6 separate regions of the Sus scrofa genome follow, and all the other regions are linked to region 1. The links are chromatin contacts, called in public Hi-C and HiChIP or PLAC-seq maps. All regions are on one chromosome and are shown on one strand. The core of a region is the stretch at or near the end of the contact, and the rest is flanking DNA. Distances in the headings are between cores, read along the strand shown.

What was found. Hi-C and Micro-C count contacts between places; a contact is called where the count stands out from the background. HiChIP or PLAC-seq counts read pairs in DNA pulled down with a chosen protein or histone mark.
Region 2: a contact with region 1 is called in an H3K27ac HiChIP or PLAC-seq map of skeletal muscle. The contact joins two enhancer-like sites. A contact is called at or near these places in 1 of 47 Hi-C or Micro-C datasets (epiblast stem cells) and 1 of 2 datasets of contacts at active chromatin or transcription factors (skeletal muscle).
Region 3: a contact with region 1 is called in a Hi-C map of retroperitoneal adipose tissue, with 1.8 times the contacts expected there. The contact joins two enhancer-like sites. A contact is called at or near these places in 1 of 47 Hi-C or Micro-C datasets (retroperitoneal adipose tissue) and 1 of 2 datasets of contacts at active chromatin or transcription factors (skeletal muscle).
Region 4: an H3K27ac HiChIP or PLAC-seq map of skeletal muscle shows a contact between it and region 1, with 5 times the contacts expected there. The contact joins two enhancer-like sites. A contact is called at or near these places in 1 of 47 Hi-C or Micro-C datasets (retroperitoneal adipose tissue) and 1 of 2 datasets of contacts at active chromatin or transcription factors (skeletal muscle).
Region 5: an H3K27ac HiChIP or PLAC-seq map of skeletal muscle shows a contact between it and region 1. The contact joins two enhancer-like sites. A contact is called at or near these places in 1 of 47 Hi-C or Micro-C datasets (epiblast stem cells) and 1 of 2 datasets of contacts at active chromatin or transcription factors (skeletal muscle).
Region 6: a contact with region 1 is called in an H3K27ac HiChIP or PLAC-seq map of skeletal muscle, with 6 times the contacts expected there. The contact joins two enhancer-like sites. A contact is called at or near these places in 1 of 47 Hi-C or Micro-C datasets (skeletal muscle) and 1 of 2 datasets of contacts at active chromatin or transcription factors (skeletal muscle).

What each region holds. Positions count from the first base shown.
Region 1 is chr1:208,147,390-208,151,942 of Sscrofa11.1, forward strand. All of the region lies in intron 1 of LOC100514506 (a long non-coding RNA gene), which reads right to left. Among named protein-coding and RNA genes, the nearest start is that of NFIB, 33 kb to the right of the region's middle. Within about 2 kb of position 2,707, at least 36 of the 83 cell types and tissues checked have an H3K27ac peak or open chromatin away from gene starts, as enhancers often do. A contact at or near this core is called in retroperitoneal adipose tissue and skeletal muscle, where this site is marked.
Region 2 is chr1:208,548,637-208,553,361 of Sscrofa11.1, forward strand. No RefSeq gene overlaps it. Among named protein-coding and RNA genes, the nearest start is that of NFIB, 370 kb to the left of the region's middle. Within about 2 kb of position 1,710, at least 15 of the 83 cell types and tissues checked have an H3K27ac peak or open chromatin away from gene starts, as enhancers often do. A contact at or near this core is called in skeletal muscle, where this site is marked.
Region 3 is chr1:208,614,143-208,618,442 of Sscrofa11.1, forward strand. No RefSeq gene overlaps it. Among named protein-coding and RNA genes, the nearest start is that of NFIB, 430 kb to the left of the region's middle. Within about 2 kb of position 1,964, at least 2 of the 83 cell types and tissues checked have an H3K27ac peak or open chromatin away from gene starts, as enhancers often do. A contact at or near this core is called in retroperitoneal adipose tissue, where this site is marked.
Region 4 is chr1:208,632,251-208,636,942 of Sscrofa11.1, forward strand. No RefSeq gene overlaps it. Among named protein-coding and RNA genes, the nearest start is that of NFIB, 450 kb to the left of the region's middle. Within about 2 kb of position 2,546, at least 6 of the 83 cell types and tissues checked have an H3K27ac peak or open chromatin away from gene starts, as enhancers often do. A contact at or near this core is called in retroperitoneal adipose tissue and skeletal muscle, where this site is marked.
Region 5 is chr1:208,482,117-208,486,799 of Sscrofa11.1, forward strand. No RefSeq gene overlaps it. Among named protein-coding and RNA genes, the nearest start is that of NFIB, 300 kb to the left of the region's middle. Within about 2 kb of position 2,270, at least 8 of the 83 cell types and tissues checked have an H3K27ac peak or open chromatin away from gene starts, as enhancers often do. A contact at or near this core is called in skeletal muscle, where this site is marked.
Region 6 is chr1:208,513,078-208,517,593 of Sscrofa11.1, forward strand. No RefSeq gene overlaps it. Among named protein-coding and RNA genes, the nearest start is that of NFIB, 330 kb to the left of the region's middle. Within about 2 kb of position 2,669, at least 10 of the 83 cell types and tissues checked have an H3K27ac peak or open chromatin away from gene starts, as enhancers often do. A contact at or near this core is called in skeletal muscle, where this site is marked.

The sequences.
Region 1 (4,553 bases), core at 1,457-3,956:
CCCTTTTCTCTCATTCAGCACTTAAAAGATATCTACAGTTCTATTTTTTTTTTTAAAGAAGAAAAAATGAAAAATTTTTGCATCTCTAAATTATCTGGCCGTACCTGCTACAGTGACATCTCCCCATAAAGCCCGTGTGGTCACTGCCTAAAGGGAAGGTAGTGTTTTCAATTCTTGTGGAATCTGGAATAACGGTACCAAAGTATGCTGACACCTGGAAGACCGCTCCCTTTTTTACGAGGCCTACCTAGCGATCTAAGGGACGGGGAGAGGGAGGGGCAAGGAGGTGTCCTGCAGAGAGAGGCATCCGCAGGTAGCAACAACTCTGCTTGATTTCCAGGGGCAAAAACCAAATAAATAAAAACTCCAACCATCATACTTTGACAAACCTGTATTCTGAGAACTTTAGTGTTTTTAGAGAAACACCTTCTGTTGTACATTACAAGTCGCTTTCAAAGGCAATTCAGAACGTCTGGGCACTTGTTAAAATGCTCTCTGCGCTTGCTTTTCCGCGTGGATCTTTTCTGCGCCCCTTTGTATCTCTAATAAGCAGTATTGTTTATTATCCTTGGGTCCGTGCCCCTGGGACTGAACTGAAATAGAACAGGAGTGCCGAGTTGGAGCGCAGGAAAATACTCCGGGTTTCCCAGGCCCCCGAGGGGTCCCCGGGGCATCCGAGAGGGCTGTGCAGGGAGAGCCCACTGATGCGTGTGCGGCCGGGGAAGGGCAAGTTTGCAAGAGCTCTTCGCAAGTCGTCCTGAGGTCCCGGGCAACGCGAAGCCGAGTTAAGTGGGCACGGGAAGGAGGCACACGGGGAAGGGAAATGCCACTAAAGTCTGGGACTAGGGGTGTGACTTAAGGGCCGAACAGGCTAATATTGCCAGGATCATAAAAAGAGACTGCGTCGCGGGAAACGTTCTGAGCTTTCTTATAGGCTCGAAGTCTCAACTTTCATCCCTGTGCAACAAATTCTGATGAATAAATTCTCCTTCTTCCGTGTAGCCCCTCAGTCTTCACTGTCAAAATGAGTATCCTGAACAAGATGAGGATTACCCCCCTCCTTCCCTGCAGTTGCCTGATATTTGTCCCCATTTCGTTTTCAGCCGAGTGCTTTGTGACTACCGGGGATGAGAGAGCGCGCGGGAAGAAATAAAACGCCGCTGTACCCCTAGCGACAGAGAAAGTCTATCCGTCCCCTTCGACCCCAAATGAGCCCCTCCGTAGGGCCGCTCCCAAATTTCACTGCTCCCAAAACGAAGCGGGGTTCACTATAAGAAAGCAGAAACCCGCATCGGAGACACGACGCGAGGAGAGCCTTCCCCGTCTGGGGGGAAATTTCACGGCTCAGCCCAGCCTGCATCGCCACATCTACCCCAATTTAATGTCAGGGCGGGATTTGCTGCAGAGTTTGCTGGAAAGAATGTTATTCAACGCGCACCAGACCCGGGCTGTGTGCTTCCCAAGTGAAACTTGCAGCCCCAGGGCCAGACGGAGCTATCCTTCCCACAGGTTCTTGTGAGAGAAAAGCACCCCCTATCCCCAGTCTCCGAAATTTCCTCCAACGGGCTGCAAAGGCTCAAATTGTCCTTCCTAGCTCCGCTCCCTCATCCAGTTAGGTTGTGTAAAAATACGGAGATTCTGTTTGCTCTCAAGAACAGAGTGATTTCCCTCAAGAAACTCCTACAAGAGCTTTAAGCAGCCTCTGCGTTGCAGCGCGTCCAAGCCGCCGCGGAATTTTCCGATTTTCAAGAGGTAGTAAAGTGAATTTCGGTGCAGAGAAAAGTGAGGGGTGTTATCGTTGCAAGGTGGGGGTGGGCGCGAGGAAGAGCTAGGAGGCTTTTTGTTTTCTAAAGTTAGACTTGCTCCAAAGTGCCAGTACAAACTGCAACGCGTTGTGGTTTCCGAATTTAGAGAATCGTGTGGAGTTTGTGCCCACCCCTGCGGCCAGGGGCCCCACACAGCGTTCTGGGGCCCACCTCCCTGTCCCCAAGAGCAAGCGGAAGCCGGGGGCGGAGTGGGGGGGGCAACTCTCTGGGCAACGCCAGGCGCAGCTGACTTTGTCCGATACTCTCGACTCTTTGGTCTTCTCCCTTCTTGTGCCAACCCAGAACCATTCCGTCGCCGCCAGGATTGCACCGGGTGGGGGCGGGGGGGTGGGCAGGAAGGAGGGCCAAACGTCTAGGCTGCGGAATCTCCCAACAGGTAGTTTCACCCGGGAGCAGGCCAGGCTTAAATATCAAAGGCTGGGCCGACCAGACCGCCTTAAGCTGGAGCCCTGACGCAGTCACCTAGGGAGCCGGAGAAGGAAAGTTGCGTTAAGGGAGTCACTTTTAAATAACCCTGTTTTCTCTCCAATCTCCAACGTATCTCGAAATAGCGCGAGCTGTGTCGTTTGGAATGGCACTCCATGAGCCTAAATAAGCTGCTTCAGGCTGTAAATTCATATCCAATTTGGATTCTTCCCGTTCCCCCCGCCCCCAAACCCCAGTAGTTAGTACAGAACCCAGTTCGGCTTTAGAGCGGTAGGTATTTATTTGAGAATTGGGAGATTCCTCTTCGAAACGCCCTAGGCTCCAGAGCAAAAGAGGAAAAGGCTGTGTTGCACTTGGATGGTATAATTGAATTATGCCTTTCCCTGGTGCGCAGTGAGGAAAAGCAGAATGCCAGGCCGTATGCGGCATGGGCGGGCTGCGGCCTCGCGCTCCAGCGAGCGCACCACACTTCCTTCCCAGGGTGCGGGGAGAAGTTGGGTTGGGCCACTCACTGTGTCCTGCCTCCAGCAAGGAGGATCTGGCTGGGAAGTCGGCAGAAGCCTGATCATAGCTCCGTGGCTCCCACCCCTTCCGGCGCACTCTCCCAAATGTGCCCACCTGAGGCCTTGGGCGCACGTGGTGCGCGGAGACCCGGTGCGCGACTGGAAACCGAGCAGAGCTCCCCAAGCATCCCTGGCGCCCGCACGGCCCTCGCTGGGTAGGGGAAGGTGGGGGACCGAGCTCTTGAGCCGACGGATCTAATCCCGCCTTGGCAGACAAGTCTTTACTGCTGAAGCTCCGAGCCATCGCTGAGTACCGTTTTCGGCACCAATACAACCCGCCGAACTCCCAGCTCCGCCCGGTCTGTCTCCTAGAGAAACGTCCTCAGACTCCCCACAGTCCTTTGGCCCCTTGAAGCCTCTGGGGCTGGGGCGGACCTGACCTGGGAGACTTGGATCTTTAACTGCTTCAGGACCTGGTCTCCCAGTAGCACCCAGCCCGCTCCCCCGTGCCCATCCAAGCACAGCTTGTTGCCCTGCGTCTCCGCTGCTAACCGTGCTACCAAAACTTTCCAAAGTTTTCTTCGCGCTTTGCCACCTCCAGTTCCCCTAGGCTGGTGCAGGCAGGAGGAAGAAAAAGAACCCCCCCACCCCACGCCACCTCCATCTATCCTTCTCTCCTCTCCCTCCCACCTTCGGCCTCCCTTGTGAGTCCAAACCTTGAGAGTGGGAGCGCGCGTTGCTGGAGCCCCCGTAGGCACCGACTCTGCAGGGGATAGAGTTCAGAGTTGGTTCCACATCCCCCCACTCTGTGCGCCGTGGCCGTTCCCGCCCCCTCCTCCCCCACCTCGTTTGCAACTCGGGGACCTGAGGGCTTGTAGTTTAGTTTTGTTCAAATTTAGCTTTTTTTTTTTCCAGATTTTTTTTTTTCTTTGAGATTCCACCCTGCTGGAGCCTCGAGATTCCGCATGCCTTCCAGTTTCCCGGCGTGGGGATCGGGAGTCACATCCTTCGTGCCGGGCGGGTCGTTTCCCCCGAGTGGGGCGAGGGGCTCTCAGGCCGAGATTTCTCCAGCTGGGTTTTGTCTCCCTGGGAGACCCTCCGTCCTGGTGTGGGGCAAATTCCTGCTGGAGCTGGTCTCAGTGCCAGCCTCCTGTGCCTCTCCCCCACCCCCACCCCCACCCCCAACCCTCCCCACCAGAACTGTAGATGCAGCCGGTTCAGGGGATGTTTTTATGCCCGTTTAGGGAATGGGACTAGGCAGGAGAGGGGAAACGCTGTTTTAATAACTTCGTGGTCTTCCCACACACGGGAAAATTTGAGGTAGAAAGGTTCCCTCACAGAAGATCCCGCAGGGACGTGCCTCCAGGAGACTCCCAAATAAAGTACCCCAAGGTTGCTGGTTTATGGGCTATTACGTTTTTATTTTGTCTAGGATTAGCGGGGTTGGAGATTTTTGCGGCCAGCTTCACTATCCCGGGGCTTCGACTTCCAAACCAACAAGCAAGCAGAAGCGTCCAGGGAAACTAGATCCCCCGGTGCGCTGCGGGGCCGCGTGCGGGAATCAGGAACGAAATATGCTGAGAACTGCACCGCGCAGACTCCTGAGCCTGGGGTTGCTGGCCGTTTCTGAACCCCACCGGATTGGGCTGGGAATCGGACTTGACCCCAGCAGGGTCGGGGCCAGTACTTTGCCTTGATCATTCCTTGTTCCGGATGTGCTCCTGTTGTCGGTCACAGACAATGCCTGCCCTGAGCGACCTCTATATAGGCTAATGGGTTCAACCCAATGCGACAGTGT
Region 2 (4,725 bases), core at 460-2,959, 400 kb after region 1:
GTGTACAGTTCTCTCTGCTATGCAGTAGGACCTTGTTGGCTATCTACTTTCTATATAGTATTGTGTATCTGTTAATCCAACCTCCTAATTTACTTCCCTCTTTCCCCTTTGGTAACCATAAATTTGTTTTATTTGTCTCAGAGTATGTTTCTGTTTTATAAATAAGTTCATTTGTAACATTTGTTTAGATTCCACACATAAGTGATATCATATGATGTTTATCTTTTTCTGACTTACTTCACTTAGTATGATAATCACTAGGTCCATCCGTGTTTCTGCAACTGGCATTATTTCATTCTTTCTTACGGCTGAGTAATATTCCATTGTATATAAATATACCACCTCTTCTTTATCCTTTCCGCTGCTTATGGACATTTAGTTTGCCTCCATGTCTTGACTATTGTAAACAGTGCTGCAGTGAACACTGAGGTAACATGCATCTTTTTGAATTAGAGTTTTTATCTTTTCTGGATACATGCCCAGGAGCAGGATTGCTGGATCATATGGTAACTCTATTTTTAGTTTTTTAATGAACCTCCATACTGTTCTCCATAGTGGCTATACCAATTTACGCAACAGTGTTAAGACCATTCCTTTCCTCAACATCCTCTCCAACATTTATTATTTGTCGACTTTTTGATGATGGCCATTCTGACCTGTCTTGAGGCAAAACCTCACAGTAATTTTGATTTACATTTCTCTAATAATTAGTGAAGTTTAGTATCTTTTCATGTGCCTGTTGGCCAGCTGTATGTTAACAAGATACTTTCTTTTCTTGACAAGCCAGTTCAACCAATTAACAATAATATCTCAAGAAAATAGAAAAAGAGTAGATCTAAGAACTTCTTATTCTTAAATACTACTTGTCAACATAACCAGCTTTCTTTTCTCTGTGATATCTCTAAAACTAAATGAAAAATTCCTCAAAGCTCCAGAGCTAGGTCTTATCTATCTTGGCATTTCTGGTAGCTTACACAATGTCTGACACCTTATACTTAGTTGTTCAAAAATAATTTGTTCCCTGATTACATTTTTATTTGTACCATCCACCAGGACCTAGTGATGATATTGTGTCTGTATTAAGTGCTGAGCATTTTTATTGTTGTTGAAATTCTATATAGTCCCTTCCCCTGATTTTTCAGTTTGCTTTAAGAAAGAAAGCATTCATTTATAGAATCTGCCCTTTGGTTTGAACCACATTTCTCACAAGTTTGCTTTCTTTGCACTAATGCCAGAATATTATCAGGGGAAGAGTCTTGCAGAGGGCTCAGAAAATGATCTTCACACCTCAGTCCCTTTTAGAGATCTTCTCGGATGCCAGTGTTTCTGTCTAGGCAGCCACTGGAACATTTCTTTGTATAAACTTTTCTGCGCATGCCCTTTCCTTTGTTAGCGCTGGTCTCCCCCACCCCTCCCCTCCAGCCCTGCGGGGCTCCCAGGTGGGGGCCGGCCTGGTCAGGAGTCAGGCTCAGGGCTTCAGCTCGGACTCATAAATGTGGAAATAACAAAATGTGTTCCTTGAAGCTTTGCAGCGTTGTCAGGAAATGGGCTGGTTGCATGCTGCACTTCCACGGATCTGGAAATTCTGCCGAGCTTGGGTTGACTCCAGAAGAAAAGTTTAAAAGTGTTCAGGGAAGAGAGGAATTAAAGCGGGCCATTAGTTGGAGACACCAGCGCTCCTGCTGAGTTTGGGTCTTGGCCCGCTGCTTGGCAGGGAGAGATGCTGGAGCGTGTGCGTTGTGTACTCTGGCGGCGACGCTGGCTTTTCTAAGGATTGGGGCTTTGCAGAAACTTTCCTTCTCACATTTTTCATATCTCAGACACCCGCGTGGCACCTTTGGGAAGGAGTTGGAGGTAGTTATTGTTTCTGGTTGGAAGAAAACAAGGCACAGGGAGGAGTAAATGCAGAACGCCTTAGGGATGAGTGCTAGATCTGAACCGTCTTAGTGTCGGACTGGCCTAGGCCGGCAGTAAATAATGTGTGGGATAAATGTCTGGGTAAAAGTGATTTCTGTGGTGATGCCTGTGTCAAAGGCAGGGCCTGAGGACAACATTAAATCTCTTTGGGTACCTTAAGCTCTGCAGATGATCTCAAGGAGTGTGAATGAGTGTACGGATTTTCCCTGGTTGTGTTGCTGACCCAACACCTTCCTTATTATTCTAAACTCAAGAAGGAATGTTCTGGTATTTGGAGAGGTCAAAGTTGAGTTTTCAGGTCAGACAATGGAGCTGTCATCCTATGGCATTTGGGGTGGAAGAACATAAAGTTCAAAGTTGTTTTTCCTTCTTGGTGGCTCTCTCTGTGCTTCCAGACCACCAGAGCGGTTGGGTCCCCAAGGGTGTGTGTGTGTGTGTGGACAATGGTCTCTAGCTCCTGTGTGTGTGTGTGTACACAGTGGTCTCTAGCTCCTGCCCTAATTTAGGCCCTTAAGATAGTGAGGTAAATAAACTACCTAGTAACCTGGAAGAAGCACAGCTGATTTTGAGTTCTTTATGTCTCTGTTGATTGTGTCAGCTCCTTGTCGGGAACCTCCTCAGGAAGCTAGAAAGGAATTTGACCACCGATCAAGTAAAAAGAAAAGTGACTAGGGCTTTAGGCTTAGGTGAAATGTATTTCATTTTTTCACCCATGATGCAATGCGGGAAGGATCTTTTTGGGGTTCTTTCCCCATTGTCCCAGGAGCCTTCCAACTGTGAGAATCCCTTGACCTATCAATGCTTGGGTTCAAATCCTGGCTCTGCTACTCACAGACTGTACATACTTCTCTGAGGCTCAGCTTCCTTGAATTGAAAGTGGGCATAATAATAAAATTTAAGTCACAGGTCTTTATGAGGCTTTCATGAATTAATACATGTAAAGTTCTTAAAATAGTGCTTATGTGCCATCTAAGACTGTTGTCATTTTGTTGAAGCACCATCAGTCAGGAAACTTGAAATGGGGGCCAAAAATAGATATTTTTCAAAACTGATACTTTTTGATAGAGTCCTCTTTGGAGGCTGGAAAATGAACTAGCTGAACTCTCAAAGTTTTACCAATAATAAGCTCCTGTGAAAATTCTGATTTCAAACTTTTTTTAACTTCATAACTAGTTATTGAACCATTCTTGGCTCTGATTCCCCAAGTCTTTGTAGAGCAGACTGAACTGGTTCTCCATATAATTTTAGGGCAATTTGAGTCTGTTGGTTACTGTTTTTGAAATCTTAAAACAAAAGTCTCTAACTGTCTTTTCAAGCATGCACTTCTGTGCACCTCTTCTGCTTTGAGTGCCAGTTGTGAAACTGAAGCTGGGATTAAACCATAAAATGTCAGCGAATGGTCTGGAGTCTTCTGGAGTAAAATTCTTGCACTATAAGCATTTTTTTACTTGTCCCTATTTTTTTTTTTTTAAAGGTGGGAGGGAACTGGCTCAGATCACCTAGGCAAAGCAATTTTCCATGAACACTGCTATCCCAGTGCACAACAGGAAACATACTAAAAAGCTAGTGGCTTGGAGAAAAACAGTAGCAAGCCCAACAAAGAGCAACAAGAGAAGATAGGGAAAGAATGAAGAGGGAACCAAATTACTCAGGTCTGAACATTGTTCTCTATAAGGAGAACTTTCTGTGAAGTCATGGCTGGAAGTGTCTGTAACTTTCTAGGGGGAGTTCACGTGCACAGTCACACTCACATGCACACACCTGGCACTTGAATTGCAGATAACCCAACATTCACCTTAGCGTAGCTACAGAAGTAATATTTTTACCAGGATAAATTGTTGTTAAACAGTTCCTCCAATGCACTAGTCATGTTTTACTTGGAGACAGGCAGATTTTCTTTCTTTTAAACTCATTATAGTGCACACAGCTTATTGATTTGATCTAGAAAATAGGAATATTATTATTTCTGAATGCCAGAGTTATTCACACACTCATATAATATAAAAGCAATCGTCACCCATGTCAAAGAACTATATTCAGTAAAATGGGCGGGCCTATCTTTTATGAGTTCCATTGAACCACCAGAATTGGGGAAATCAGAGAATTGCCTCTTAAAACAAAATTAGAAAACAATGGTGAAGTCAGCATATTGCTTTGGATAGGTAATCTTATTATTCTTCCAAATATATGATTTACTGAATAAAATAGAAATTAAAGTTACATCTGATATTGCTATTTTATCCTTACTTTTATTAGAATTTCCTTTGAAAGCCTGTAATTTTTTTTTCTTTTTTGTCTCTTTGTCTTTTACGGCCACACCCATGGCATATGGAGGTTCCCAGGCTAGGGGTCCGTTCAGAGCTATCACTGGCAGCTTATGCCACAGCCATAGCCACTCAGGATCTGAGCTGCGTCTTCAAACTACACCACAGCTCATGGCAACGCCAGATCCTTAACCCACTGAGCGAGGCCAGGGATCGAACCTGTGTCCTCATGGATGTAGTCAGGTTTGCTAACTGCTGAGCCATGATGGGAACTCCTGAAAGCCTGTAATTTTGTATTTGTCCATAGGATTTTAATAAATAAAGATGACTTTCTAGAGGGCCTAATGTGCCAGGCATTATATTTAGTGTGATTCACCTGCAATAGTAAAGCGGTCGTTCTCAAAGTGGGTCCCCTGGAGGCATAGAATCTTTTGAGAACTTGTTAGAAATTCAGATTCTTAGACCTCATTCCAGATGTACTGAATCAGAAACTCTGGGGACGGGACCTGTGTATTATAATATGCCCTCCAGGTGATTCTAATGC
Region 3 (4,300 bases), core at 714-3,213, 470 kb after region 1:
GGCTGTTCAGAAAATTTGCTTCTGTTTCAGAGAATATTGTCCTATTCTTGATAGGATCGATGGGGACTATTATCCTTTCTCTTCTCCCATCTAGGTCTCTTCATCTTCTTTCATCTTCTTTGCCATACTACTCATTTCTTTTGTTCACTCACTCATTAAACATTAAGTTTCTAGCCTTTGAACTAAGGCAATGCTGGAAGTAAGTCGACTAAATCAAGATTCCTTGTTCTAATCACCCTGGTAAGAAAGGCCAGGAACACCCAGGAATAGCTTTCACACAGGATATAGGGAGTGGAGTGGCTATGTAAATGCTCTGAGTGGCTGTCTTTTCTTTGCTCTATTTATACGCACCCACTCTTAGGGTTTTACATGCTACTTGTTCATATTTTTCGATCCTCATTGTAAGTAAGTAGCTTTGCTTGTATCTAAAAGCATTATAAAATTTCAGTTTAGAAAGGAATTCTTTCTGATTTTTCATTATAGGCATAAAAGGGAAATGAGGACAGAGTTAGGGAAACTGGTTGAAAGCATATTCAGAAACAATAGCACAAAAGTAAACTTTGGACAAGTTGTAGAAGGGAAGAATAAGGTTAGTTTTCTCTCTGCTCCTAGAAGCTTCTAATCATGGCTAATTTTATAGGTGGGTCACTGTTGATATGGTCTGTTTTGAGAGGATTTGAAGAGTAAGAAAAAGGCTTCAGTCCAAAAATGTTTCTTTTATTTCTGAAACCTCAAAAGCAAGCAGTTCTCTGTCTGAATTATTGCTGTCTTTGGTCCTTTTTTTTTTTTTTTTTTTTTTAAATGATACTCCTCTAGGCAAGATTTAAGAGAAATCCCCAACTCTTGAGAACTCTTAAAATTGCCTTCTTCCAGAATTGAGAGAAAGATGAGCAAATCAGGGCTCTGTTCTTTGTAAATATGATCTAATTCTATCCATTTGACTTGATATAACTAGGAAAGCACAGACTGGATTGGATTCATTTTGCACAGCTATGACCCTGGGTCATATCTGTGATGAAAAATAAATAGAAAAAGGAACATTCAACTAAATAATACTAGAGTCCAAATATGTTCACGTAAAATATGTAGACATTTGTGGTACCAGTTCATTTTTTTTGGTCTCTGATTATCAGGATAACTGCCTCATTTGCCTCCCTCACTTTACATGTGGAGAGATGGCATTGGATTATAATAAAGATTGTTATGGTCTTCAACCACTAATAGAGAGCCTGTCCAGTTTTGCAAGTTGGATTAGTTGACATGAGGCAGAAAGTTAGAATACATTTGCATTCATTGGTTCAATGGGGTTTCTTGCTGAAGTATGTTGTGCCATATTATCTTGTCACTATTTTGTAACTGACATATGCCCAATTGCCTTATATACTTGAGAAGCAACTGTCGTTTTTATCTTGAAGAACAATTAAGTTTTCTGAAGGCTAAATGTTTCCAAGGAAGAAAAAAAAATAGCCAGACTACAGTTTAATTTATTGAAAGTTATTTATAATTTAGTACTTACTGTCCTGAAAATGCCTGTCCCCTTGGAAATATGATTCAGATGCCCTGAACTAGGGAAACATTTTCCTTTTTCCTGTGTAAAATATGAAACAAAAGACAACTGAAAACACTTCATTAAAACAGTTCCTTTGTCCTTTTGACAATGAAAATTGAAGAGAGACATGCCAGTTTGGCAATGTGGGTGGTCCCCTTTCTACGCTCACCCTAACATGACCTCGCAAAATCACTGAAAGTTATTTGATGGTTCTAGAGATTAAAAAAAATAATGTGTTGAAAAGCAATAGTAACATGCACTGAGGGATTTTAGAAATGCCGTCTATTAAAAATGAGGTTCCAGGAGTTACCGTAGTAACTCAGCTGTTAAAGAACCAGACTAGTATCCATGAGGACTCGGATTCAATCCCTGGCCTTGCGCAGTAGATTAAGGATCTGGTGTTGCCATGAGCAGCAGGTGGTACAGGTTGCAGACAGGGCTTGGATCCCATGTTGCTGTAGCTGTGATGTAGCCGGCAGCTACAGCTGATTCGACCCCTGGTCTGGGAACCTCCATGTGCCATGGGTGTGGCCCTAAAAAGACAAAAGACCGAAAAAAAAAAAAAAAAAAAAAAAACCTAATTTCTAAGAAGAGAAGGATCTGCCCAAGCACCTCTGCTCCACCCAGGGCTTACTGCCTTGTGTGTTTTCCCACCTGGGCAGTCTTTTCTATAGTCAGGTCTTGTTCCTTGGTTCCTTGGTCCACTCTTTTGTCAAGGTTCTCCACAGGCCAATTTTACCATCAGTTGCATATAATTGGTCTAAATTGATATACGTTTAATACGTATCAAATGATCTTAAACTATGTTCCCCATGGGACTCTGACTTTTTTTGTTGTTTTTGTTTCAGTAATTTTAGAACATTCTTCATCTTGTAACATCCTAAACTCCTTCAGAGAACATCACAAAGAAGGGCTTGATGATCTGATGAAAAAATGAAAATTAGACACTATTCTTTGTTCTCGTTCTCTTTCTTTTTTAAAACGTCTTTTACTCCTTTTAGTTTTATTTCCTAGGACTGCCTGAAAAAATTCAGACTAGTTACCAAGAAACTGCTTTCTGACTAATCTGTTTTGCCAGTCAGACAATTTAGTCTAATAGTTTTGAAAAATGAAAAATGAACCATGTGCTTTTGCCTTTGGTTAACGTTTTTTTGTTAAATGAAATTTGATATTTTACCTCTAACTCTATTTAAAGTGATACAGTCCAAAAATATCACGTGCCCAAAATGATCAAAAAAGCCATTCTCTTTTTGTGCTATTATAAAATAGCTTTGTCTAGGTTGGCTGTAGAAAAAGCAAGAATAATAAGCCAAGTGCTCTTGTTTTATTGATACATCCCTGCTAGGTAGCGTATAGGAAACCCACAGAGATGTCCTCATGAAGTCCTCAGAAATGTATCTTTTTTTCCCTGAATGCCACTCGATTTAAAAATAAGAAAACTACTCTGCAGCCTTCCTGAGAAATGGAGTTACTGTAATATGTACTTTTTAGCATATTGCATACCTTTTGTTCTTCAACTTGACATGAATCATGCTTACAGAATGTTTGGCAGGACTTCGCATTTAAGTTCCCAAAAGAGTATTCAACTTAGATTAATTAAGACTGTTATTTCAGGGAGTATAAATACAACTGCTTATTAAAACATATTTATTGAGAATAAACAATTATGTAATAGAAACCAGCTATAGAATGTAATAATATGACTGATGAAAAAGGCAATTGATTACAAATGACATAATTACTGAGGGTTAAAAGCGATGCAATTGATATGACTTGTTATTCCTTAAGTAGGCTTTAATAAGCAATTTTGATCATTATTTAATGTGCAATAACTCACTTATTACATCTAAACAAAGAGTTACTTTCCAACTTGGTACACGTGGCATTAACAATGCTTAAGGGAGTTGAGAAACTTATAACTTTACCCTTAGGACTGAGGAAAGACATTGACAAAGAATGTTAATTAAGTGTTACTGATTGTATTTATTTTAGGAAATGGAAAGAACACCAATGTCTTTGATGAGAACCTTTTGCCAATTATCTGACAAAATGAGGGGTCCTGCATATCACAGGGGCCCCTTGGTTTGTGCAGGGAGGATCTAAGGCTACCATTTGAATTTCTGTTACTTGCTCTTTCCTAAGCAATTCCCTAAGAAATCCTTTTATTACCATTGTCACTCCTGAGGGGGTTTACCAGGGATTAGTAGCTTTGTTTTAACTCTGGCATTAAAATGAGTATTTCCCCCCAACTTCTCTCTAGTTCCTTACTTTCCACAGTAATGTGATATGCACAGTGGTATTGAGAAGGGAGAGAGACTTAAAGAGGCACAATCAGTAATTTATGACCTAAGTTTTAGGCTATGGAAATAAGGAATATTTTACGAAGTTGGAACAGTGTGTACGGAATTAAGCCTTTCCCAAGGGTTCGCAGGGGTCCAGAGATGGGAGTTGGAGTGAGAAAAAGCAAAATATGCTGAAGACAATTTTCTATTTGGTGTCTCAGAACCCATTTTCATTAAGTATTTTTCAAGGTATACAGCAATTTGCTTTCCTTAAGCAAAATGTTTCCTCCGTCTCAAATCTAGTTGTGAACAGCATTCTCCAACATTCTAGGGTTTCTTGAATATTTCTTAACTGAGGACTTGTTCCAGTTCTCAATACTATTTACTGATCTTTTTCAGAAGAATATACAGGAAAGACTGGCTTTTAACCAATGGTGAGGAGAAGCTGTACATGTGATTATGTGTGCTT
Region 4 (4,692 bases), core at 1,296-3,795, 480 kb after region 1:
TGTGTGTGTGAGTGTGTGTGTGTGTGTGTGTGAGTGTGTGTGGCAGGGGAAAGATAGGGACTGCCAAGTGGTGTTTTGATGGAGGCTGAAACCGGATGATTTTAGAGGAGGCTGAGTTATAGCTTCTTGGCCCTGTACCCAGATTGACAACAGCCAGAGGATAGAGAGAGCCAACCTTGGGGGTACATTCCCGGAATGAAACCTTGAAGACGGAACGTCTAGGATGTGTCCTGGGGCAGATCATGGACCCCAGCCTCACCCCTGGGCCCACAAGGTCAAGGATGAGTGAGGGGAATCAAAGAATCAACAAGGTCCTCACGTCTTCAAGTTCCAGAATAGGCATATTTACATGGGATCACAAAAGAAGTGTTAAACTAGGTAATAACTCATAAAGCAAATGGAAAATTATAACTTGAATAACTAAGAGTGAGAGCTCTTGAAATCTACCCAAGACGTGATTCAGTCATCTGTCGGCAGGACTGGGAGATTTGATATCGCACAATGGGCAGTGATTTGTGAAAAATAAAACCAGCGTGTTTTCACCCCACTAAGCTGAGCCAATTCAACCAACCACTTAACTCGCATCTAAAAAGAGAAGAAAAACAGCAAAATAAATATATATTAGCCAGATAGGGGTAAATATAAAAAGTTAAATAAAAATACTAAGCCTGTAATAATATGTGGCAAAATCATCCTAGTGGGGCAAGCGTCCTTAACATTGAGGAAATACTTAAGATGCAAAAGATGAGGATTTCTACCATGATGCCTAAAGTGGCTGACATCACGTTATTTTTATGGTCTAGAGCTTTCTAAGTTCTATTGAAAGCTAAAGAACTCATCTGGGAGTAAGTGAGGAGAGAAGTTTAATTTGTTGCTAGTTACTACTCATAGATTCCACCATCAGGCTTTTAGAGAATTAGTTGTTGTTGAGCTGTTTAGTGAACTTGGGAAATCTCTGGAGTCTGAGGCCCTCCTGACAAGTGGTGAGTTAAAGTGGGCCAGGGAAGGGGTCAAACACTGAGGGAGATAAGAGTCCCCAGAAATAAATGCCATAGTACAACAATCCCATGGCTGTGGTTCCTGGTGCGGTTGACTCTGTCCTCTATTCTCCTTCTTTGCCCCAGGAAATCCTGTTTAACTCTTAAGCCCTGACTAAGACCTGGCTGCTGCTAAGGAATGGCCTTCCCCATGTGACTAGGGTAAAAACACCTAACAAGAAAGCTTTTGTGTGTACTCAGAAACTAGTCTTTGGGTGTTAGACATCAACATCCATAAGAAGAATTAAAAGTAAAATTTGAAGGACAAACTGCCTGCATATGTATGCTATGCAACTATTTTTTCCAAGAAACAGTTTTTAGGAGGAAGAACTTTGCTTTTTTTCTGGGCAGAGCTGAGTTCCAGTCTAGTCTCTACCATATTCTAAGAAGCTGACCTTAGTCACATTACGTAACCTCTGAACTTCCCAACTGTCACCTAGGGATAAAGACATTTTTTGAGGTGTTAGAAAGTCTCAACTGAAACAGCATATGCAGAGCATACTGTCCAGGACCAGCATCATGGTTTATACTCAAGGAACATAGGTGATTTTTCCTGTTCTTTCTCTCTCTTTTTTTTAGGGCCACACCTAAGGCATATGGAAGTTCTGAGGCTAGAGGTCAAATTGGAACTGTAGCTGCCTACCTGCCACCATGTCTGTGACCTATACCACAGCTCATGGCATCACCACTGAGCAGGGCCAGGGATTGAACCTGCATCCTCATGGATACTAGTCAGGTTCATTTCTGCTGAGCCACAATGGGAACTTCTCCCTATTCTCTTTATAAAATCAGTATAATCAGAAAACAATATACGTATATCTCCTATATTTATTTTTTCACATGGACCCTGTGGTTTTACTGATATATATCTCTTTGTTTTTTACATGGCAATTAAATGGTTTATTACCGTTCAGCTTAGTGTGGTAAAAACATGCTATGACTTTATTTTTCATAAATCACTACCCATTGTGCTATATCCAGTCTTCTGCAGTGGACAGGTGACTGAATCGCATCATAGGCAGATTTCAAAATCTCTCCAACATGTATATGCATATATATGTGTATATGTGTGTGTGTATGTATATATCCCCAAAGGTAAACAGTTAGATTTGCAATGTAAATCGGAAATACTGGGAGCAATGGGAAAACTGCCTAAATTCCTACCAAATTAGAAATAAAAATTTAGCCCCCTCCAGGAATTCAGAAATGAAATGAAACCAATCAAGGGCAGAAGAACACACTAACCATGCATATGCCGATATTTTTCTAGATGAGTCTAAATCAGTACTTCCTTGACAGAGACCTTTTGAAGACTGTGTTGCCTTAAGCATGTCAGTGCCTTAGTAATTTTCGAGGATTATGCCTCACCAAAATTTTGTCAAAAGGTCTCGGTCTTTCTCCCAAGTCTGTCCTGCAAATCTCCTTTTTTTCTTCCTCTTACTTCCTCCCAAATCCTCAGTGACTCCGACAGCTGCAAGGCCTTCCTCCTACTCCCCCGTTCAACGTGGACGGCGTTGCCATTGGAGACCTCCCCCGCTCCCTGAAGCCGGCTCTGTCCAAGAGCTTAGGTGGTGGACTTAAAGTAGCAGAAAGTAGTCAATAATTAGGAAAACAGATTTGCAGCCAAACTGAGCAACTGGAGCTTGGAATTTCATATCTGAGATATTGGTTTCCCTAATTAATTAGCACAAAAGTAATGGTCTGTGGGGGAACATAGCTTTATAAACTTTTGGCTGGGCCCTTTAGAACTACACAATGTACACAGGAAAATGTTAATAGTTGAGGGGAAAAGCATTTTAACAAAGTTTTATAGTATGTGGTTGAGGGTCCTCAGGGCAAACATATGCATTACACATCTAACCCCACACTGAGAGAATAATCCCTAGTGTTGGTTCCTCTGTTAGTCCTATTAAAAATTCCCCCAAACGTAAAGGCTGCCAATTTCAGACTGAGAATAAATGGCTCGTGGTTCCTTCTGAAACAGCATCCAAGAATCATGCTCTCAGGGCTGCACACAGCCATCCCTGGGGAGGAAAGTCTCTGATTTCGGGGGTGCCTGACTCCAACCCTCTTTATTTCAGGCAGGGCCTCCTCAGGTCACTTTCCATCAGAGATGGTAAGAGTGGGAATCTGGCATCAAAGGAGGTCAGCCCCTGTGTTTGCCTTTTGTATAATGCAGTCAGAGCGTGGTTGGGAACATTGAAAGGCTCGGCATACTGTAGGGTGTCACTTCTCATAGAATTTAACACTGACTTAACAGTGAGAGGGGAGCCCTCAGCCAGCCCACAACACTGGCCGCTTTTGCAGATGACTTAATGCAGTGTTAGTGGTGGTAGGATTCAAGTGAATGGATTCTCTCGCCTTAAATATTAAATTGTTCAATTCTCATGTGAAGCATTATCATGTGATGGCGTGAAGGGTGAAGATGTGAGAGAAGAAGTCATGGAAACATTTAGAATTGGTTCAAAACAAATTCATCGTTCATTGTTAACAAAAAACAACCACTTTATTCTGAGGTTAGAAAACTAGGGTTGGAATCTAAGCTGTCAGCAATGTGATCTTGGATAAATTCTTTAGCTTTCCTGGGCCTCAACTTTCCCGTCTGTAAAATGGAACCTAGCAGTCCTGGTCCAGACCACATGCAAGTGAGGATCAAATGGGGTAAATGCTGAATGATGGTTGAATCCCACAGGCCTCAGTACTCACCCACAGTCCCATGGGACCTCTGGTTTTTTGGTTGGTATGAGTTGTGCCCATTATCAGGAGTTTCTGCCTACCCTGTGCCTTCAATAGATTTTAATAATTGTGCACCATGGAGTTCCAGGAATTACATGGTGTGGGAGATGGTGAAACCAAGAGAACTAAGCTTTGGTGCTTACTTCCTAATAATTCTTTACCTCTTTACACAAGCTTGTCGCCCAAGGGTTGACCCATTACAGCAGTCTAATATCTTACGAATGCATTAATCCTCCATTCCTGGGGACCTTGGTCTTTCAAGCACTTCTAGGCAGACTGGTTACTCCTCCAAGCTCTGGGGAATTTTGTTTCTGACCTTGAGGTTGTATGCCCATGTCCTCCTAAGGCCTCTGCTCTCTGGGACACAAACATTTAGACACATTCTGGAAGTTCCTTAGTCATGGAATTTGACCTCCAAAGAGAACAGCATGCCTTATTTATGGCTTGCCCCCCCCCCCCCAGGCTTGTGTTCCTGCGTACAATGATGTAGGCGTATGTGTGTAGAGGATTGGCCTGCATTTCTGAGAATAAACAATCATGCACATGTAGATGCTCCAGGCAATTTCTTTACAATGCTTTTTGAGAGGCCATGGCTTTACAAATACTGTCTGGTATTTTCACTGACTCTAAATTGGTCATTGAAAGTGTCATTTCGTGACAACCCTATTCTAATTCGAACTCCCTACAATACACCAGGGTCTCTTTTTATTTCTAAGCCCAGCCAATTTTCCACCTTTGCCCCTTTTTATATGTGGCAAAGGAAAGTGTAATTCAGTTATGTGTCGTACATCCTGGGGATTTGCCTGAGGAGTAGGCGAGGAGCTGCTGTTATGTTGCGTACACCTTTTTTCTCCTCAGCAACTTCCCTGATAGAGTATTGTTCTAGGAAACTAAGGATCCTATCCTCAACAATTAAATC
Region 5 (4,683 bases), core at 1,020-3,519, 330 kb after region 1:
CTCTGCCTCTGCCTATACTGTCTCAGTGTATTTTAAAAAAATATTTTCTGTTTTATATATGTTGTTTGGATAGTCTTCAGGTCATTCTCAGGGAGAGTCATTTTATATGTAATTTTAGTTTTCATGTGTCTGTGAGAGAATTGAGTTTAGGATCTTACTACTTTGCCATCTTGATCCTGCCCCTTGATAATGGTTATTTTCTTAAATATTTGCCAGTTAAATATGTGTGTGTATGTGTGTGTGTGTATATATATATACACACACACATATATATATACATATATATATAATTAATTTTAATCAGCATTATTTTAATCACTAAAACAATGTATATTTTTCTCTTGTATATAGTCTATAAATTTGAGCTTTTGGTGACTTAGTTTAGTTAGCTTTCCCAAAACCCACATTTGGTATGTCAGAGATTTCTTTTGAAAACTCTCAGTCTATGTATGTATGTCCTTATAACAACCTGGGAATTAATTCTCTATTAAAACAGTGAGGTTCTCTGTGGAAATCTGGCCACAACTTGAAAAGGTATTTCCCAAACCTCCCCAATGATGGTAACTCAGGTTCTCCCCCAGGTATACCTACTGCAGGCTTGTGTTCTGCAAGGACTGTGAAAGTCCTGCTTTTGTGGTAGCATTCCTTGGTAAATGTGTGTTAATGTTCCAGAGATGATCTGGGACATACTGCTTTTTGTTTTCAAGTCTACTCATTAACTTAAAACCCACTTGACAAATGACTATTGAACTTAGGATGCTTTAGATAATGTATTTTAGATCATCTTTCCATGTCCTATCTCAAAACTATTCCTACTGAAGACCTCTGTGACTTTTTCTTTTTTTTTTAGCTAAGAAATAAATATTTTATTTTACTTTTTATAATGATTTTTATTTTTCCCATTATAGCTGATTTATAGTTTTCTGTCAATTTTCTACTATACAGCAAGGTGACCCAGTCACAGATACATTTATACATTATTTTTTCTCACATATACCATGCTCCACCACCAGTGACTATATGTAGTTCCCAGTGCTATACAGGAGGATCTCATTGCTTATCCATTCCAAAGGCAATAGTTTGCAACTATTAACTCCAAATTCCCATTCCATCCCACTCCCTCTCCCTCCCCCTTGGCAACCACAAGTCTCTTCTCCATACTCTGTGACTTTCTTTAATATTTAGTTAAAAGGGTGAAAGTGGTAGTTGAAGCCACTTTAAAGCCAGTCCTGGGAACGCCTTGCTTTTCAAATTTCCCTTGCATTTCTGTTTTCTAAGTTATCATTTACTGAGCACCCACTGCCTGCCAGGCACCTTTCACACTTGATCTCATTTCAGCTTCTGTACCATCCAATGGAGTTTGTATAATGATCCATTTTCACAGTAAAAATAACCTCAGAGAGCTTAGTTCACTTCCCCAGAGATATAAAGATTATAAGTGGTAGTTGGTAAATACACAGAAGTTTAAAATTCCTGTGTAATAATTACATAGACACTGTAGGAATTGCCATGCCAAGGGATCTCAAGTAAACTACTGAATGACTAAGGAGGACAACGGGGGGATCTTTTCACTATTAACATGGAGGAAAACTCTTTTACCTGTTCCCAGAAGAATATATTGTTTTAAAATGGTTTTTCAAACTTAATTGCTTCATGTGTAATCATTACAGAGTATCAAACATTTCTTAGGACAATACAAACTCTGGAGAGAACTGCTGAAATTAGCCAGTGACCTCAGGCTATTGTATTTATCCCACAACTTTGGTTGAAAACCTTAAATTTCTATGCACATGTGTCCTGCAAATTTTTTGCTTTGTGGCTTCCTTGCAAGATATTTACCATCTGAGGAGTCCAGTGTGCCCATAGAACAGGGGTTGATTATTTATGGAAATTGGCCATGGAATATGCTAAAGGTGCTTTAAGGACATGTTTTTAGTATCCACTCTTGGAAACCTGTATTTTTCACTTCTCAGGGGCTTTGGATTTTAAAGATCAGGCTTCCTAGCCTCTTCACCCTCTGCAAGCTGAGATAACCTGTTGCTATTTTTGAATATAAATAGACTTTATTAGGCTTTAAAAGAACTACCCAAGGGTTTTCCCCCCTTTTCATTTTAGTTTTTGGATTGTCAACGGAAGTCTTGAGCTTTGAGACTTGGAAGGTGGTGCCTGCAAACAAACATCCTGTGGACAAAATTGTTGGCCCAGCACTTGGTGTTCCAGGGTGATTGACAGGAAGCAGTGTGTGCGGCAAGGAGGGAGGATGGGGACTCTGGGCACTGTGGCTTCCAGTTCCCCTAAACAATAGCCCGGCTCCCAGGGAGCCTCACACACTCCTTTTCCATCTGCCGGTATGGATGTCTGAATGCTTGGTTGTGATGGGAGTTAGGGAGGATGTGGGTTGGGCAGGAGGTGAAAAGAGCCCTGGTACTCAACCCAACAATCACAAACAGAAAACCGAAACCTTTTGATAATGCTTCTGTTTGAGGGGCAGGAACACGTAGACATGCTGAGGTCTGGGATGACAGCTAAACCAAACAAGGATGAAAAAGGAGCCATCGAAGAAATTTTGACTTGTCAAAGCCAACACTGGTTGCTTGGGGGAAACCAGGCTTGAGGAAGGTGGCAGTAAAAAGAGGTCAAGGACGGTTAAAGTAAGTGAAATAAAACTCATAAGGAAAAGAAAACAAACATTAAAGAAATCTATTCTCCACCTCCCTCCCTCCCCCACTCCACCTCTTCCTTCTTGTCTCCCTCCTCCTCTGAACCACCCAAGTGCAAAGTGTCAAGGGTGAGACACAGAGACTCACAACAACATGGCTACTCCCACCTCCTCCTGAGCTAGTCTGGGGAGCTAGTGAGTCATGCTTGGAAGTCTAAAGTGTATTTTTAGGGAAGGGGTTAGATTAATATGAGAAGGTTCCTGTGGCCAAGTGGTCACTAGATCCCTAAAGGCAAGTGCTATTCTGATTGTTCATAGAAAGTAAGGTTTGAAGGGACACCTCTTCCATCAGGGAGAAGAGGGATGACAATTTCAGGAGATGGTGCTCCATTTTGCTGACATGGTGGAATCTCAGAAAAGCCAAGTGACTGAATGTAGAAAAGGGACATGGCTCATATTTTTGCTGCTCAGTCAAAAAAGCAGTAGAGCATTGAAGGCTGGTGATTAAATTCAGGGATTTTTCAAGTTGCACTCAAGTTTCCCATCTCTCAGTGAAGAAGCTTCTTTGTGATACACACACACACACACACACACACATGTATGTATATGTATACATACATGCACACGTATGTCATTTTCTTTGTATTGAACTTCTCCCCTTCACTTTGTAGGAGATGATTTGTCCTTGATTCATATATTCCTACGGTTGCTGAGAAATGACGGGAAATGAAAGGTGGTAGGGTTGGTGGAGGAGGTGGTAGAATAGGCCACCCAGAATCATCCCATGAATCAAAATCCTTAAGGTAATTCACAAACAATTTCATGGACTGTAGTCATGCACATGAACACCCCATCTGGGGCTCCGTGCTCCATCCACTATGTGTGTGGGCCTTGCAATAACTTTTGATTTGGGGAGGCCTTGTGGATAAAGTGCCAGAGGCAGACATTGGAATGGAGATGACATCCCCCCAAGATACTAAATGCCAACATGCTCCTTACCTGCATGCTTTGGGGAGTCACAGAAGTAGGATTCAACCAGGTATTTATATGCAGTGTGAGACTATATGAGGTGTAGGCTTCTTGCCAAATGTCTATTTTTCCATTTCCTTTCCTTCTCCCTCCCTCCTTCCCATTTTTCTTCCTTTCCTTCTCCCTCCCTCCTTCCCATTTTTCTTCCTTTCCTTCTCCCTCCCTCCTTCCCATTTTTCTTCCTTTCCTCCCCCTCCCTCCTTCCCATTTTTCTTCCCTTCCTCCCCCTCCCTCCCTCCTTCCCTCTTTCCTTCCTTCCTGCCTCCCTCCCTTCCTCTCTTCCTTCCTCCCTTTCTTTTTTCCTTCCTTCCTTCCTCTGAAGTGCAACCTTGGAGAAATTTAGAAACCAAATTAGGGAAGCTGTATTGTATTTTATTTGAATTTGAAATGGTTGTGGTGCATCTAGGTTCATAAGAGTTTATATTCTCAATATTTATGTTCAGAGAATAGTTGAAATCCATACTTCAGCATTCAAAATATCATATACCTGGTTATTAATCGTGTTCCCATTTTTATCTTCTCTTACTCCCCTGCCCCAGGCAATGGGTCTTATTGTTCTTAGAGCAAACCTGCTCTCTTCGTTTTTTTATTACATTTTACCAGAGCTGACCAACCCCCACTCACACACACACACCCAGTTCTTCATCTACAAATGGTCTTGGCATTAGGCCTCCAGCTTGCATGATCTCCTGCTTCCCTGAATTCACAGCACTTTTAGCTCCTTTGGTAATTAATCCTGTGAAGATTTATGAAAAATCTTGTTTTGCTGGATTATATTGTTTTTGGTGCTTGTTCAACAGAGAATATTATTTTATTTTTCTCCTTTATAGTTTTCTACTGTCTTCTAACCTGAAACTGGAGCCCTGAAACTTGTCTTTCTTCTTTTTGTCCCTACAGCTATTTGAAACATTGCATTATCTGAGCATATCCTATGTCTTTACTAAATCACTTGTTTATTTATTGAAGAGATCACTTCCATTATTCACACTATCAGA
Region 6 (4,516 bases), core at 1,419-3,918, 370 kb after region 1:
TGTAATGATTGCTCAATATGGAGGTATAAATGTCTAGTCTTGTCTTAACAAGAAGGGCCATTTCAAATTCAGAGTTTCTTCTAGATTTATCCACGGCTTCCTTTTCCACTGCGTGTGGTTCAAATTCTTCCTCTGTCAAATCCTGCTCTCCTCCTCCCTTATTACATTGAGAACCCTTCTCAATAAACTGCTGGCATGTATATATTAGAATCTGATGCTTAGAGAACCCAACCATGACAAAGCATGTACATTAGTTAGTGTAAAGGCCAAAATATTATGTCAGAGAGACCTAAACAGGAAATGGCTATGGCAAGGGAGAATGTGTTTCTCTCTGATATGATAAACAGGGTGCTTTAGGGTGGCAGCAACCCTGTGATCAAGGACCCAGGTTTCTTCTGTCTCACTGATTCACTACTCCCTTGAGTATTGCCTCACTTGATCAATGGAAGCTGTTTTCCCAACTATGGTCCAGGCTATGAGAAGGAGGAAAAAGCAGGCAGGAGTCTATTGATTTAGAGCTCAGACCTGGATGTTGCATACCCTTTGGGAAGAGTTAATTACAGGTCATACACCTAACTACCAAAGATGCTGGAGAATGTCATTTCTAGTTTATGTCTTGTTGCACTCTATTATAGAAGAAGGAGAAAGCAGGTTTTGGTGTGCAAAGCTCCCCATACCAGTGAAGTGGCAGGGCTGGGAAGCAGAAATCACTTCATAATGCTGGGATCTGAATCTTAAGGTATAAAGAGAGCGCTAGTGAAGGAGTTAGCATTTGCTTCTGGAGTTCCCGCTGTGGCACAGTTGGTTAAGAATCTGACTGCAGTGGCTCTGGTTGCTGCTGAGGTGTGGGTTCAATCCCTGGCTCAGCACAATGGGTAAAAGGACCCAGCATAGACTGCAGCTGCAGCTCAGATTCAATCCCTGGCCCAGGAACTTCCATATGCAGCCAGCGCAGCCATAAAATAAAAATTAAAAAAAAAAAAAAAAAAAAAAAAAAAAAGAGTACTTAGGAGTTCCTGCATGGCTCAGTGAGTTAAAGATCTCATGTTGTCACAGCTGCAGCTCAGGTAGCTACTGTGGCATGGGTTCAATCCCTGGCCATGGAACTTCTGTATGCCATGGGCTCATTCAAAAAGAAAAAAAAAATAATTTGCTTCTGAAAAGTGTGGAGCCTCATTGGGCAGGGATCAGATAGTGAATAATTTGCCAGAGGGAATTTTATCTTTAGGTAAGCCAAACAACTATGTTACTCATCAGGTTGAAATTCTGTTTTGTCATGGTATCTTTAATAAAATGGATGTGATCTCTTACTTGAACGTAAGAAGAATCAACATAGCAGTTTCCTCCTTCCTACTTACCAAAACACGGGTGCAGGGCCTATGGGTGAGATGTAGTGATAAAGTGTAAATAAAGTAGAATGTCTTCATCTCCTAAGAGTTGGAGATGGGCTAGTGTGGAAGAAAAAGCACTGATCTTTGGGGTCTAATCAGGAGAACTGGGCTTGACCTTGACTTGGCTTTGCCTCTAGATGGATGACTTTTCCCACACCACTTGAGTTCTCTAGCACTTATCTCTAAATTAGGTGGTTTGACAAAAGAAGCTAGAAATTCTTCTTCAGCCTAAAAATAGAAATATTGCACTTTAAATAGGCCTTAAACCTGAGGTGTGAAACCAGCTAGCAAGGGAGCTCCAGAAGTGTTTGCGGAATTGAATTAAATTTTCAATTTTAATTTGAACAAAGTCTATGAATTCCGGACCCTCAGCCCACATGGAAAGCCCACCAGCTAACATCATAGCAGCAGCAACCACAACACAGCCTAGTGAATTGTCTGTGGTCTCTCATGAACTGTCTGAGGAGATATTTTATTTTGATCCATCTATTCCAGATTCTGATTCCATTGAATGATGAGTGAAGGGGAGATTCCAAGAGAAAAGCCCCCAGACAGCTAATGGTCACAGGGCATCTTGTATCACAAAGGTTTATAGAGAAAGAGTTCACAGTGGAACACCTAATGTGCTCTTTCCCAGTGATAATTCTGATGTCTTTGGGAAGGGAATTGTGAGAGGTTGGCATCCAGATCACTCTGGGTTGGCATTGAGTTTGGGCAGCAGAACACACTCTCAGTTCTGTGCAGCTGCCTTGGGAGTGACAGACACATTCCCGCTGTTCTGGACCTGGTTCAGAGAGGAAGGAAAGCGGTTAGAGTCAGTGATGGTGGTGGCTCAAGGAGCCAAGGAGGACAGAGGTGAGGGATTTGGGCCAAATGCAGTGCACTAAGCTGGAAATTCACTAGAACCTTGGGACTCACAGTGACTTAAAGAATCATGTGACCTCCCCTGACCACTTGCAAGAGCCATAGTCTGATTTCTGCATCTTAAAAAAAATAAAATAGCACCTACTAGAGGTTCAGTCTTAAGTGAATTTAATCATTTCTAGCTGTCAGCTGAAGGGCAAGAATTCTGGATTCGCAATTAGAATCAATGGATAGCAAGGTGTGTGTGCAAACCAGCAATGCTTTGATGGCAAATCCTTCCTTTTCAGATCTTTCTGAAAGACTGATTTACTTATAAATTCGAATTTCCTCTGGATTAGTGATCACTGCAGCAATTCAAATGCTAGTGGGGCAGGGGTGGGGTGTGTGTGGGTAGAATCAGTATCATGTTTTCCTTGAAAATGGGTGACGTCGGACACCTGGGCCTCTGTTCATCCTCGGACGCTGTACCAGAGCAAGCTGGACACAATGCCGTCCTCGTTCTGAATCAGAATCCATCTGTACTCTCCAGTGGGGCAGACAAAAGCGGATTGTTAGCACTTCAAGGCTCTTTGACAGAGTCATACCGCTTGACTCTTTATTAATTGCCCCATCTGCTACGTGAGCACTCTCTGACACACGTTGGTGCAGAACCCTTAAAGCCCTTCGTCTGCTTCCTATTGGTTCCACATGTGTTTGTATTTGTTCTCAGTAGGCAGAGATTCCAGAGAGAAAATGAACCGCTGCAGATCGATTGCAGTATCAGTCATGCAGAAGACATGGTGCAGTGTGCCATTTGATTTTGATCTGCTTTTAACCCTTGCCAGGCAGTTGCCCTGGCTTCTTGGTTTGGTTGGCTTCAGTTTTCTGTTTCAAGTTTCAGATGCTCAAAGTAAGAGAAAAGGCAGTGTGAGGCTGAATTTTAGGAAAGACAGCATTTCCCCTTTAAGTCATCGGGTCCTCAAAACGTTCCCTCTCTGCCTGGGATAGAGCTATAGAAAAGGCAAAGAGCATTAATTGTGTGTGTGTGAGAGTGTGTATTATTGCTGCCCAAAAAAGATATGCGTTGTTTATATAGCCAGTGATAACTCTCAACAAAAGTACACTGGCAGCACTGGCAGGTTCTGGGCTCATGATGATAAAAGACAGACCAACCCGACTTGATGGTTTACTTAGGCGACCATTCTCCTCTGTGTGATTTGTCTTTGTCCCTTCCTTTCTTATTTTGTTTTAAAGAGATCCAATGAGATTGAGTTAAGGATATGGTGTCTATTTCAGCCTCAGCTTCGCAATTTCCACATTTAGCCTGGATTGAGTTACAGGCATCACGATGCTGGGATATTTTTCTATGTTCGACTTGGAGGTAGAAGAGAGAAACAGGAAGGGTGTGGTTCTCCTTTCAAAGTTCCTTTATCCCGGGGTCTGGAGGCTGCATGGATGTGCGTATGTTTATATATACAAGGGAGGGGTGCGTGTGAAGGAGAGGGGAAAGGAAAAAAAGTACTGCACAGCAAACAAAGCTTTTGCCCCTTAATCATGCTTCTTATCATCTCATTAAAGATATTTGAGCTCTCTGCTATTTATTGAAACTTCAGGAACACAGAGGTGGAGACCCTGAGGGAGGGCTGAACCCTTGTCTCACTCCACAGTGGGAACCTAAGGTTTAGGGGAGCCTTAGTACAGCTTTTTTTTTGACCCCTGAAATCTCATTTTCTGTCCTGTTCCCCTCGTTAAGATTTTGAGCCCTGCTATGCTGATTAAAACAGGGACTGTCCCTCACCTGTCCTGTCTTCCCAAGAAGGGAAAACTGTATCTTTGGGACTCTTGCTGTTGGAGACAATAGAAAACATAGTCAAAACTGGCTTACATTAAAAAGGTACTTTATAAATTCATATAACTTGGGGGGTAGGGCTGGCTTTGCTCATGACTGACCTGGGAGACCCAAAAGTCCTCAGCAGCTGGTCCATTTCCACCTTTGACCCATTTTTGCTTTTCCAAAGTCTAATTTCCTTCTCAGACCTCCATATATTGTTATGACGGCTGCATGATAGGGCCTTCCAGTTTCATGTCCAGGTGGTGGAAAGAGAACCTGTCTTTCTTCTAGGAGCCTCAGAAAATGTCTTATGGGATCTGGCTTAGATTAATCCACATGCACAACTGGAAAGCAACCTTGTGGCTAGGGGAATGCAGTTCTCTGGCCAAGGCTGAAGCTCTCATGTCTGGGAGCTGGAGTAGAAGTCAGCCTGAAGTTCATTTGGGAGAAG